2 separate regions of the Oryctolagus cuniculus genome follow, and region 2 is linked to region 1. Evidence: chromatin contacts called from public Hi-C data. All regions are on one chromosome and are shown on one strand. The core of a region is the stretch at or near the end of the contact, and the rest is flanking DNA. Distances in the headings are between cores, read along the strand shown. Region 1 overlaps RNASE10 (ribonuclease A family member 10 (inactive)). Region 2 holds the start of OSGEP (O-sialoglycoprotein endopeptidase).

Region 1 (5,935 bases), core at 3,189-5,688:
GAACCAGCGCCTGTATGGGATGTCAGCTTCTCAGGCAGCAGCTTTTACCTGCTGGGTCACAAAGCTGGCTCCTGCTTTTTCAGTTCTTCAAAAGAATTTCTTAGAGGTAGAGAGTAACTGACACTTGAATGAGCAAATGTAAATTTGGCATAAAAATAGAGAGAGTAAAAAAAATAGAGAGATGGCCTCCAGTTGGTAATTCTAGTCCTTTTCTGAGAATAAGACTTTCTACAAGAATTTCTCTGTGCTCACTTGCCTTCTCATCAATTCTATTTGATTATTTGGAAATAGTCTCTTTTAAAAAAAATTTTTTTTTATTTGTTTGTTTATTTGAAGCACAGAATGACAGGGCGGGGGTGTGGGAGGAAGAGAGAGAGAGAGAGAGAGAGAGGTGTTCCCTATGTTGGTTCATTTCCCAACAGCCAGGGTTAGGGCAATTTAAAATAAGGAGCCAGAAGCCAGGAGCCACAAGCTCCATCCAGGTCTCCCACTTGGATGGTAGAGACCCAAGCACTTGAGCCATCGCCTGTTGCCTCCCACATGCATTCGCAGGGAGCTGGATCAGGCACAGCAGATTAAGCCACTGTCTGTGACCCAGCATCCTGTATGAATGCAGATTCAAGTCCCAGCTGCTCCACTTTCAATCCAGTTTCTTCCTAATGCACCTGGGAAGGCAACAGAAGATGGTCCAAGTGCTTGGGCCCTTGCCACCCACATGGGACACCTGGGTGGAGTTCCCGGCTCCTCGCTCCTGGCTACTGGCCACTGCAGCCATTTGGAACGTGAATCAGTGGATGGAAGATCTCTGTCTCTTCCTTTCTCTTTCTGTAACTCTGCCTTTCAAATAAATGAATCTTAAAAAAAAAAAAAAAAAAAAAAAAAAAAAAAAAAACACAAAGTAGCTGAGACTCAAATCATTCATTCTGCTATGGGATACAGGTGTCTTAAGTGGCAGCTTAACCAGCTGTCCACACGGCTCACCCCCTTGGAAAGAATTTCTGTTTAGGCATTAGAATCAACTCTGCTCAGTAATTCCCCATATTTAACACAATTTAATAACTGCTTCTCCTGGCCTTATCTCCCATCTTTAGGAGCCACACCTCACTGCACAGCAAGCAAGGGATGTGATAGGAAGGAATAAGAGAAACAGGGAAAAAATGGGAGAAGGGCGGAGGAACTCCCAAGGCAGGAGAGCCTCCGGGACTACGCTGTGGGGTTTAGGTAGACTATGGGCTCTACTGCAATCAGTTTTCCTCTTAAAGTCATACACTTCCATCTCCCTCTCCCCTTCCAGCCAAAATGAAGCTGACTCTGGCACAGATCTTCTTCATGCTACTGCTGCTGCTTCTGGGCCTGGGGATGGGCCTGGGGCTGGGTCTTCGCATGGCCGCAGCCGTCCTGGAGGACAGCAGCCAGTCGCTGGAAGAGTTTTGGTCCGGTGACTTTCAGGACAGAGCTGAGGCCATTGAGAAGGCAAAGAGCGCCCGAACCACAGAAACCCCTGTGCTTAGCAACAATGAAGTAGAGCAGTCTGGCTGGCAAGAAGACAGCATCCTCGGCGAAGATGAGGTTGCAGGAAACAAGGTGCCCAGAGCGGGGACCCCTTCTCGGGGCAATAAAGAGTATCTGCGGTTTGACTTGCTCTACAGGGAATGCAACACCCTGATGGCAGAGAAGGTGAAGGAGAGCAATCGCAGCTGCATAACACAGTACATCTTCATCCACGAGGAACCAAAAACGGTCAAAGCTGTCTGTAGCAGTCCTGCTGTTGCCTGTGAGTTCATGAAGGGCAAATGTCACAAAAGCCCCCGGCCTTTTGATTTGACATTCTGCAAGTTATCCAAACCAGGCCAACTTACCCCTCACTGCAATTATCACACTTTTGTTCTGGAAAAGCACATTTTTATAACCTGCAATGACCAGAAGATCCAGATAGCATCCGGACAATGAGCAGCTCATCGCTCCTCTCTCTTGGCCGTCTCCCCTTCTTCCCCTTCCAATTCCTCTCTCACGTAGCTCTCCTCCTCTTACAGATTCTGCAGAGTAGGTTCTGGGAAGAGAGGATGCACTACATCTTATCATTCTCTCCTGAAAATATAACTCTTCTTTGCCTTAGAGTCACCCAGCTTGTATTTTCTTCCAGGGATTAGAGGTGGCAGAGGAGGGCGATGGGCCTGGTTTCACTAGGTTCTCTGTCTCTCTCCCTGCCTATTGCCTGTCTGGGGAAGGGATGCACAAAGAGCTGCCCTGGTCCCACCCAGTCTTGGTCATCAGCCCGCCCTCTGGCCTGAGTTTGCCTTTGGGTGTGGTCTGGAAGAGTCCACAAGGCCTTTCCTGCTGCCCACCCTGAGCTTCCATGGCAACCACAGAAGACATCTCTGCTTTGCGCAATTGCACTTCTCCTCCGTGTGTTCGGTCACACTGACTCTATGCCTGAGTGCGTCTGGATAACCATGTGGATCAGGTTTTCTTTCTCTGAGCCTGGAAAAACTGCAAGGCCCAGGTTGGGGAGTCTGCTGATAATGTGCTGTGGGGCGCGGACCAAGATAGAACACGCGCTGGGACAGAGAGCTTTCTCCCCCGCTCTTCACCTTCTCGTTCCTTCTTTTTCTCGCAGTCTCCTTGACTTCCCTGTCCTGCCTGCCCCCTTTCCTCTGTTTCTTCCCCCAACCCCTTTCTCCCCTTGGTTCTCCTCTTCCTCTTCCTTTTCTTTTGAGACCCCGCCTGACCTTTCTCTAAGCCTTTCAGAGATCTGTTCAGTCAATACTGGTCACTTGTGCCGTGCCAGGTAGACAGATATTGGTCCTTCATTCAGAGTCTCCCGCGGGGGTTCGGGAGGGAGTATGGGTCAGGAGAGTGAGGTGGGGGTTGAGGGAGGAGTCCCAGATTAGGTCTAAAAAGTAGAATCGTGCCTACATCAGAAGCTCAGCGGGATGTGGAATCAGTAGGTTGGAGGGGAATTCCTATTTGCATTCCGCGTCTTTCCCTCTCTGTTTATCTGGAGAACAAGGATGTTGGTGAGAGAATCATCTCAGCAGAGAAAATATTGAATCTGTTCAAGGAGGGGAAAAGCCATGGGGCTGAATAAACAGAGGGTACAGGTGGCTTCCATCACCCTGTTTCCTCTAAATTCGAATAGCTCCAGGAGTAGCAGGAGCTGCCATGTGGTTCAGCAGTTAGGATACAGCTTGGGATGCTGACATCCTATATGGAAGTGCCTGGCTTTGAGTCCTGTCTCTGCTTCCGATCCAGCTGCCTGTGAATGGGCGTCCCGGGAGGCAGCAGATGACAGCTCAAGTACTTCGGAGCCTCAAGTGGAGCTCCTGGCTCCTGGTTTGGGCCTGGCCCAGCCCCAGCTGTTGTGGGCTTTTGAGGGAGGGAATCAGAGGATGGAAGTTCTCTCTCTCTCTCTCTCTCTCTCTCTCTCTCTCTCTGTCACTCTACCTTTAAAATAAATAAATAAATATTGGCAAAAAAGAAAAGAGAAGTAATTCAGGGTCTGTAGTTATTTTTTGAAAGTGTACTTGGACATGCATGGGGCAGGGGGACATCTGTGAAAGTGGCTATCAGAATTCGCTGTGGGATTTGATTTTGAGATCTCCTCCCCTCTAAGGCTTTTCTCTGCCTCACCTTCCTAGACCGTAAAAGTCCCCAAGAGTCAAGGACACACATGCTTGGGAGACTGGAGGGAAGAAAGAGTCTGGTTTACTTTGAGCTGACTTTTAATTGCCCATTTTCCCCCTTCATTTATTCCATAATGTCCTTTTCTTTCCTATTCTTGCTGGCGGGCAATCACTTGAATATATTGTCTCATATCCTCCCAGACTTCCTGCATTCAGTATTTGCCTTTCCACCTCTGATTCAGCGCTCCAGGCAGTGACCTATTGGGAGCCATGCTGTTAGGCAGGAAGTGTGTCTGCACACGTGGGCTGCTCTGACATTTAGACATGGGTGGAGGAGTGACAGGAGGTGTTGACATGACCAAGGCAAATTTCTACTCTTCCTGGTGGAGAACCCCTCCCTGAAGAAACAAGATTGTCCACGGCAAGAGAGCATAGGAGTAGGGGAGGAGGGGAGGAAAGAACAGATTTGCAGAGAAAATCAGTGCTATTAGGAATTTGTCTGACAGGTAAACCAAGGGCATTAGGAATGGCAATGGAATGTGAAAGCGCTTCAAGTCTGACTTCTTGTTAACCAAAGCTGAAGGAGTCACAGGGTCAACCCTCAAGAGACTAGCATTAGCCAGGGAGCAAAGCCTACATTCTCTAACTTGTGGATATATATGGCTGCCTCCTCTCACAGTTTTCCACCACTTCTCTCCCTAAGGATTCCCACACGGGTTCCAGTGAGTCTCCTACCTCCCTCTCCGGGTCACCTGTTTGGATAAATTCCAGTAGTCAGACTTATCAGACCATAGAGACTATCACCGGAAAGAAAGTTACAAAATACTCTACAGGCTCCTAGTGGCTCAAGCAGGAAAAAACAGCCTCTGTGGGGTTTCCTGCCTCCCAGGGACAGAAAATTAACTCATGGCAGCCCAAATTCTGCTGAATTCACAAAACTTTCGCCATTTTTAAAAAAGATGTATTTATTTATTTGAAAGGCAGAGTTACAGAGATAGAGAGAGAGAATCTTCCATCCACTGGTTCACTCCCCAAATGGCCACAATGGCCTGGGCTGAACCAAGCCAAGTCCAGGAGACTAGTACTCCATCCTGGTCTCCCACATGGATGGCAGGGATTCAAAGACTTAGGCCATCTTCACTGCTTTCCCAACAGCATTACGAGGGAGCTGGAGTGGAAGTGGGGCAGCCACTCATATAGGATGCCAGTGTCTAGGCAGATCCTTAACTCACGATGCCACAATGCCAGCCCCCAGGTCTCTTTTTCTATGGATTATCCTACATCTTTGTTGATAAATTGCTATACTTCACTTGTATCCCTTAATTTTGTAATGTATTTATAAAACAAATTATTTATATGGATAACACTCACCCCTCCTGCCCCCCCCCCATTTGGCCCAAGGGCACAGACACCCACCCAGCTCAGCTTGTAGCTAAATCTAGGTAGTGTCTTCAGTTTCAAGTGCTTACCAGGCTCTTGATGTGGACTTTCCTCCCAAGCCCCTCATGTGTTCACTCTCACCAAGAAAAGCAAACTGAGCTGGACTTCATCCCTTCTCCTTCCCAAGGTGATGAAGTTATCTGCTGGAGACTCATTCTTGGTGGGATTGAAAGGGACTCCAAGGGGCGAATTATTGCTATTTTCAGTAATTCTTTGATATAGTAGCTTTTTTATGTTCACGCCTCTTCACCCTGTACACTACGCATAGGACTACCGTTTTCTGCTCTTCAAATGTGCAGACTAGGCTCCAATTAGTTTGCAGAAAGTGATTCAGATTGTGCAAATAATACCTCTAGGAGCAGTTGGGCTGGTTCTTTATTAGAATTATGATTCAGAAACTAGGTAAACATTCGATTTACAGGAAGAGGAACATGGTGACATGAAGTCAAAGCAAAAAGATCAAACAGGAAAACATGAGTGCTTAGTCAAGCATAATTGTCTATTACATGTTTATATGGATTTGAGGAGGCTCTGGGATGCCCCACTGTTCGACAATGTCAGCTCTCCAGCAGTACCATGAGGCTAGTGCCTAGCATTATATGTTTATACACTCATTGTGCAGCCCTACACACAGAGCATAAAAGTAATCTCAAAAAATTGCAATTTTCAGCACCTTTATGAAGTGACAAGAAAAAGAGCAAAATAGCCCTTATTCTATAAATGATTTTGTGTGAGTTTGGCACTGTGCTATTATTACTGGGTGTACTTTCCTTTTTTAAAAAGAAACATTGCATCTATGTTGGTATCATATGACAAATGAGACCCAGAAGGGTTGATGTGATAGGAAGAGGGGAGGTGATCTTGTTCAAGCC
Region 2 (5,727 bases), core at 2,858-5,357, 60 kb before region 1:
GAGCCACGGCGCCGGCTTTTTTTTTTTTTTTTGACAGGCAGAGTGGACAGTGAGAGAGAGAGACAGAGAGAAAGGTCTTCCTTTGCCATTGGTTCACCCTCCAATGACCACCGCGGCCGGCGCACCACGCTGATCCGCTGACAGGAGCCAGGTGCTTCTCCTGGTCTCCCATGGGGTGCAGGGCCCAAGCACTTGGGTCATCCTCCACTGCACTCCCTGGCCACAGCAGAGAGCTGGCCTGGAAGAGGGGCAACCGGGAAAGAATCCGGCGCCCCGACCGGGACTAGAACCCGGTGAGCCGGTGCCGCAAGGCGGAGGATTAGCCTAGTGAGCTGCGGCGCCGGCCGCAAGCTATAATTTCAAATACATTTCTCCGCTTCACAGGTTGGACACATTCCTTAGACGCCACCCTGCCGGTGTAGATTAGGAACAGGTATCTTGCTTGGAGACAGGAAGCAAGAATCATTCTAGATTCCTACCACGGTAGTGGCATTTGGAAAGAAAGTCATTTTGATGAAACAGAAAACCTTATGTGGGGTCAGACCAATGGACCACCCAACCCAGCAATGGCAGTCTCCTGAGGCCAGTTCTTCATGTGTCCAACTTCCACACAGCAAATACCCAGCACCTACGGTCTCATGCTGCAGGCTTCCCAGGGACCAGAGAGTTCCTTTCCCCTCCCAGTGCCACTAGGGATTTTCTTCCTTTCTGATATACTTCTTTGCTGGCAAAAAAACCTTTTTTCTATTAGTTATTCCTTACCACCCAATCATCATCTTTGCTTTTAACATCTAAGAAAGATTCGAAAGGGAAGAGGAAGAGGAACCCTTACCACTTCTCTTCATGAACTCCTACAGTGTCTATTGCTGCTTTCCACAACCCAAGTCCCTAAACTTGTATGTCATCCTTCAGGCTTCAACTACTTGCCCTCTACGCACTCATGTTCCCACATGGTCACCACAGGAAGGTGTGCCTCACAGTAACCACTTCACAAAACAGTTTCAGAACACAACCCTTTCATAAGCTGGGGACAATGCTGAGCTATTTCTAATAACCCTATTAGGTGTTCCGTGGGAAAGAAATCCAATCCCAACCTTAAAAGGTCATGTAAAGTATCCCAAGCAATTTTAGCTACACCTATACATGTAAAATTCTTTTTAACATTTATAAAGTTGCTTCTTAAAGTTACTTACATTTTGTAGTGTTAAAATAGCAAAGTCTACATTTACCTTCATTACAAAATGTCTAGTTATCTTAAAAAAATAAATAAATAAATTGGTAGTGCCCCTTAGTTTTAATTGCTAAAATGTACAGAAAAAAAAGCTTCAAAATAATATAAGCTTAAATCCTTATCATTGTTTTCTAAATTGGAAATTCCTAATCTTTTTTGTATAATCAAATATATAAAAGTCACCTAAAGTTTTAATAACCTGTCGAAATCTGCTATTACGAACTCTGTTGTGAGTTTTCTGGTGAAGAGCTAGGTTCAGTTCTGTTTCACAGGCAGTCCCCACAACTCAGGTAAGCCACAGAAGTCACTGGTTCACTGCCCACAAAGTAGGATGAAATAGGTGGAGTACTCAAAATACCTGTGTGTTTCCCCCGCTGACATACAGCACAGTTGGGCTGGTGGCTCCAGTGATGAGACGGCCCATCTCAATGTGGCCTATACAGTGGTTCACGCCTAGCAATGGCTTATTCCACAGCTGGGCCACGGTACGAGCCACGACAGCCACAGAAACTAGTGGAGCACCCATGCCAGGACCTAGGGGACAGAAATGGTAGTCAGAATGCTGGATTGGAAAAAAACAGGTGAGGAACTAGGGAATGTCAAAGCGGGAGAGGGCTTGTGGTGGTGACAGAGGCAAGGCAGAGGACATTTTGACCTACCCAGGCTCCACATTCCTCCAACACTGACCCCTCCCCCAGTCATACCCTTGGTGTAGGCAATGCAGTCAATATCCTGGGAGGTTAATCCAGCCTCGCTCAGCGCCTCCTGCAGCAGATCTAGGATAACAGCTCGGTGGTGCCTGGCAGTGTCACCTGGAAGGAATCCTAGAAAATGGGAACAGGCCAGGGGTCATAAGGGTTTTCTGCAGCAAAGACAAGTAGAATTTTAAAACTATGACAGTGAAGCCTCCTGAGTTTCAGTAATGCAGGAAGACTCCTTCCATTCTCCTCAAGCACCCTGTCTTCCAGGTTTTCAGACACATTCTAACCTCTACGTAAGCTGTTCAGGTATCAGAAGTGCCTTTCTTCCTACTCAATTCCTACTCAGCATTAAGACCCAAGTGAGGGGCCGGCACTGTGGCGTAGTAGGTTAAGCGTCCACCTGCAGTGCCGGCATCCCATATGGGCACCAGTTCGAGTCCCCGCTGCACCACTTCCCATCCAGCTCCCTGCTGATGAAAGCAGTAGAAGATGGCCCAAATGCTTGGGCCCCTGAACCCATGTGGGAGACCCAAAAGAAGCTCCTGACTCCTGCCTTCAGATTGGTCCAGCTCTGGTCATTGTGGCCATTTGGGAAATGAGCCAGCAGATGGGAGACACCTCTCTCTCTCTCTCTCTCTCTCTCTCTGCCTATAACTCTAAAATTAAAAAAAAAAAATCTTTGAAAAAAAAAACAAACTCAACCGATACCTACCTCATGCAGAATCCTACACATAATCACATCACTGTATCTTACACCTAACAATTACAGCATAGCATTAAAATTATCAGTGGTTTCCACAGTTTAACTACAATTACCTGAAAACATTGGCTATTTGATTTATTCTTGTACTCCCAGTACCCAAGTGCTTAGAATAGGAAAGACTTAAACATAGATATACAAGCACTTCTAATACGTACAACCCGTCACATTACTTGTTCAGAGGCTGCTCTGGTACATGGAAATCATTTGCCCCCTCCTATATGTGCAGGTGTTTGAGGGGAGAGTAGGCAAGATACAATAGCTCATAAACCATACGGAACAGAAGCTGTTCAGTGTCTGGTACTTTCATTTAGTCCCCAAGACACAATGTTAAGGCACCACCACTCCCATTTTAAGAGTCACAAAGTACAGTGGGTGTTCTGGCACTTGGGACACCCACATTCCCCATGGGAGTGCCCAGGCTCAAGGCCTAGCTACTCGGCTTCCAATCCAAGTTCCTGCTGATGTGCACCCTGGCAGGGAGCAGATGATGGCCAAGAGTATGAGCCCCTGCAACCCATAAATGGGAGACACGGATGGAGCTATTGGCTCCTGGCTTCTGCCTCACTCAGCCCTGGCTACTGCAGGCATTTGGGAAGTGGACCAGTAGATGAGGTTCTCTCTGGCTGGCTGTCACCCTGCCTTTCCAGTAGATAAAAATAAGCAAAAAGCAAACATTAAAAAGTGAAAAAAAAAAAAGTCAAGAGTATCCCAATACCAGTCAATTCTATCCGGTACCTAAATCCTAATTCCTTCCATCTTCACGTCTCTCCTCCGCATTTTACAACATTTTGAGTCCATCTCTATTACACCACTCATCACGCTGTTACAATTCGTTTATACATTAGACTCCAGGGTAGATTTCTACAAGTTTATGAGGTCTTGGTACGCAAAAAGCATTCAATGAAAGCTCGACAACCCCAGAAGATTCAGGTCCAAGCGCCTGTGGCTCTTCCACTCATCCGCCTTCTGACAATAACATCACATAACCTCAACGAGCTGTAAAATGGGACAAAATTCCCCGGGCCCCATTCACTGGTGTTCAGGGAAATAGGTGATGTGCGCGGGGAAGGTCGTCGCAAATTAAGTCCAGGACTCACCTGTGCCCGGAGGCGTGACATAGGTCCGCCGCGGGTTGGCCAGCACCTTGCCATCCCGCACCACTCCCACGCCAATCTTGTTGGCGCTGCCTTCAAACCCCAGCACCGTCGGCATGGCGCCGCCTGAGAGAGAACGCCAAGGCGCCAAACACCGAGCCGCGACAGCCCTCGGCGGGCGGTACCGGCACGCTGTTGGTAAACAGTAAACCGCGCCCGGACACCAAAACCTGCCGCGGGGGCAGTGCCCGCGCCTGCGCCTGCGCCCGCCGGCGACCCACAAGGCCCCTTCCGGAACCTGTCTCCGGAGCTGCCGGGAGCGCTGAGCCGGCCTCTGCGCCGGCCCTGCCTAGTCCACTCCCCCGCCTCTCTCCTGCGGCCCAGCCCAGTCGCTGCCACTGAGCTTCTGCCCCCTCGCACGGCGCCGGCTCCTTCGGTCAGGGCGGCAGAAGGAGCCGTACATCAGGCACGAACGTGAACAGCCCAAGAACGGAGCCTTGGGACCTTCAGCCCTCCGCGGAGTGAGAGGGGCGTGTCAGAGTCTCCGTCACGTGGTGGCAGACGGCCCAATCACGCGCGGCCTCGGGTCACGTGACCACGCCAGTTACCCACGTGGGCGTCCAGCGTGCTCCCTTCTTTGTGCTCGGGTAAGGAGCCAGGCTGGGGCAGGAGCGGGGCAGGAGCAGGTCAGGTGCAGCGCTGCGTTTTTGCTTGTTGGAGGGGCCTCCGCTAGCTGCCTCACGGGACCTTTAGTAAAGGTCTCCCGTTGGCCGTAGAGCGGATCTCGCGGTGATTCAAACGCTCTATGGATAGATCTAGTTGGGGAGTGAAGCGCCGAAGGCCTGATGCACCGAGGCGGGGACAGGATTCAGAGATTATGTGGTTTGAAAGGCGGGACTTAGTGCGGGGGCCGTCCAGGGCAGGAGTTTTCTCCCCAGCCTTCGCCGGCTGAGTCGTATATCTTTGCATCCTTAGGCATCGCGGTGAAGATACTGCTTCGGTGGTCGACGTGGTTCGGGTGCCGAAGGGCGATCGTTACAGGCATGCCAAAGCGAGGGAAGAAGGGGGCCGCGGCAGAAGACGGGGAGGAGCCCAAGACGGGTGAGAGTGAAGCGGCCTCTCCCTGCCAGTCGCGGTGGGCGGGGTTGGGGGGGCTGCTTCTGAGTCCCTTGGCGAAATGTTAGCTGTGGGCCAACTCATAGCGGGCGCAGGAGAGGAAGTCGCGCTAACCGCAGGGTCGCGGTGCGTTTGCCTTGGACTCTGACTCGATGTTGGAAACCTCCAGCTCTTATCCCTACGTATTATTCTCGTTATAGAGCCAGAGACCAAGAAGGCTAAGACGGCAGCGAAGAAAAATGAAAAAGAGTCAGCAGGAGAGGGCCCCGTGCTGTATGAGGACCCCCCAGACCAGAAAACCTCACCTAGCGGCAAAGCTGCCACACTGAAGATCTGCTCCTGGAACGTGGATGGGCTTCGAGCCTGGATTAAGAAGAAAGGCTTAGATGTGAGTGGAATTCAGATTTCATGCTGAATGGTCTCAGGGCTTCATTAGCGTCTTTTCATTTTAATGCCCAGGATGTAACTTTTTTTTCTCCTTTCTTTTCTTGTGGGAGAAGTACAAGGGGCAAAGGGAAAGCAGTAGAAGATGAACCAAGACTTGCTGGAATGTCCATTCCTTCATTGCCATTGCCAGTCTTACTAATGTATCCTTCCTCCGACTGTTGCAAAAACCTCTGTGCTGGCCAGCCTCCATTTTAGCTCCAGAATACCCTCCATTCCCAAATCTACTGCTTAAAAGTCTTAGCTGCCCTTGTGATGGCTCTAATGTTTCATCCTGAGCAAGCCAGACAGCATAAAGGATTGTAAATCAGGTCTTCTGTTGGGTTCATTCCCACCTTTTCTTTTCTTTTAAAGATTTATCCATTTGTTTGAAAGGCA

What was found. Hi-C and Micro-C count contacts between places; a contact is called where the count stands out from the background.
Region 2: a contact with region 1 is called in a Hi-C map of an unstated tissue, with 3 times the contacts expected there. The contact joins the promoter of OSGEP here to the enhancer-like site in region 1. A contact is called at or near these places in 3 of 6 Hi-C or Micro-C datasets (ear pinna, psoas muscle and an unstated tissue).

What each region holds. Positions count from the first base shown.
Region 1 is chr12:54,235,649-54,241,583 of mOryCun1.1, reverse strand. It overlaps RNASE10 (ribonuclease A family member 10 (inactive)), which reads left to right. Exons shown (of 3, transcript XM_070053946.1): 3 at 1,295-3,482. The coding sequence ends at 1,950. Among named protein-coding and RNA genes, the nearest start is that of RNASE10, 15 kb to the left of the region's middle. Within about 2 kb of position 4,438, at least 4 of the 8 cell types and tissues checked have an H3K27ac peak or open chromatin away from gene starts, as enhancers often do.
Region 2 is chr12:54,295,864-54,301,590 of mOryCun1.1, reverse strand. It overlaps OSGEP (O-sialoglycoprotein endopeptidase), which reads right to left and starts at 4,107. Exons shown (of 11, transcript XM_002718032.5): 1 at 3,793-4,107; 2 at 1,936-2,055; 3 at 1,590-1,765. The coding sequence starts at 3,907. APEX1 (apurinic/apyrimidinic endodeoxyribonuclease 1) reads left to right here and starts at 4,300. Exons shown (of 5, transcript XM_008269300.4): 1 at 4,300-4,436; 2 at 4,765-4,890; 3 at 5,106-5,293. The coding sequence starts at 4,833.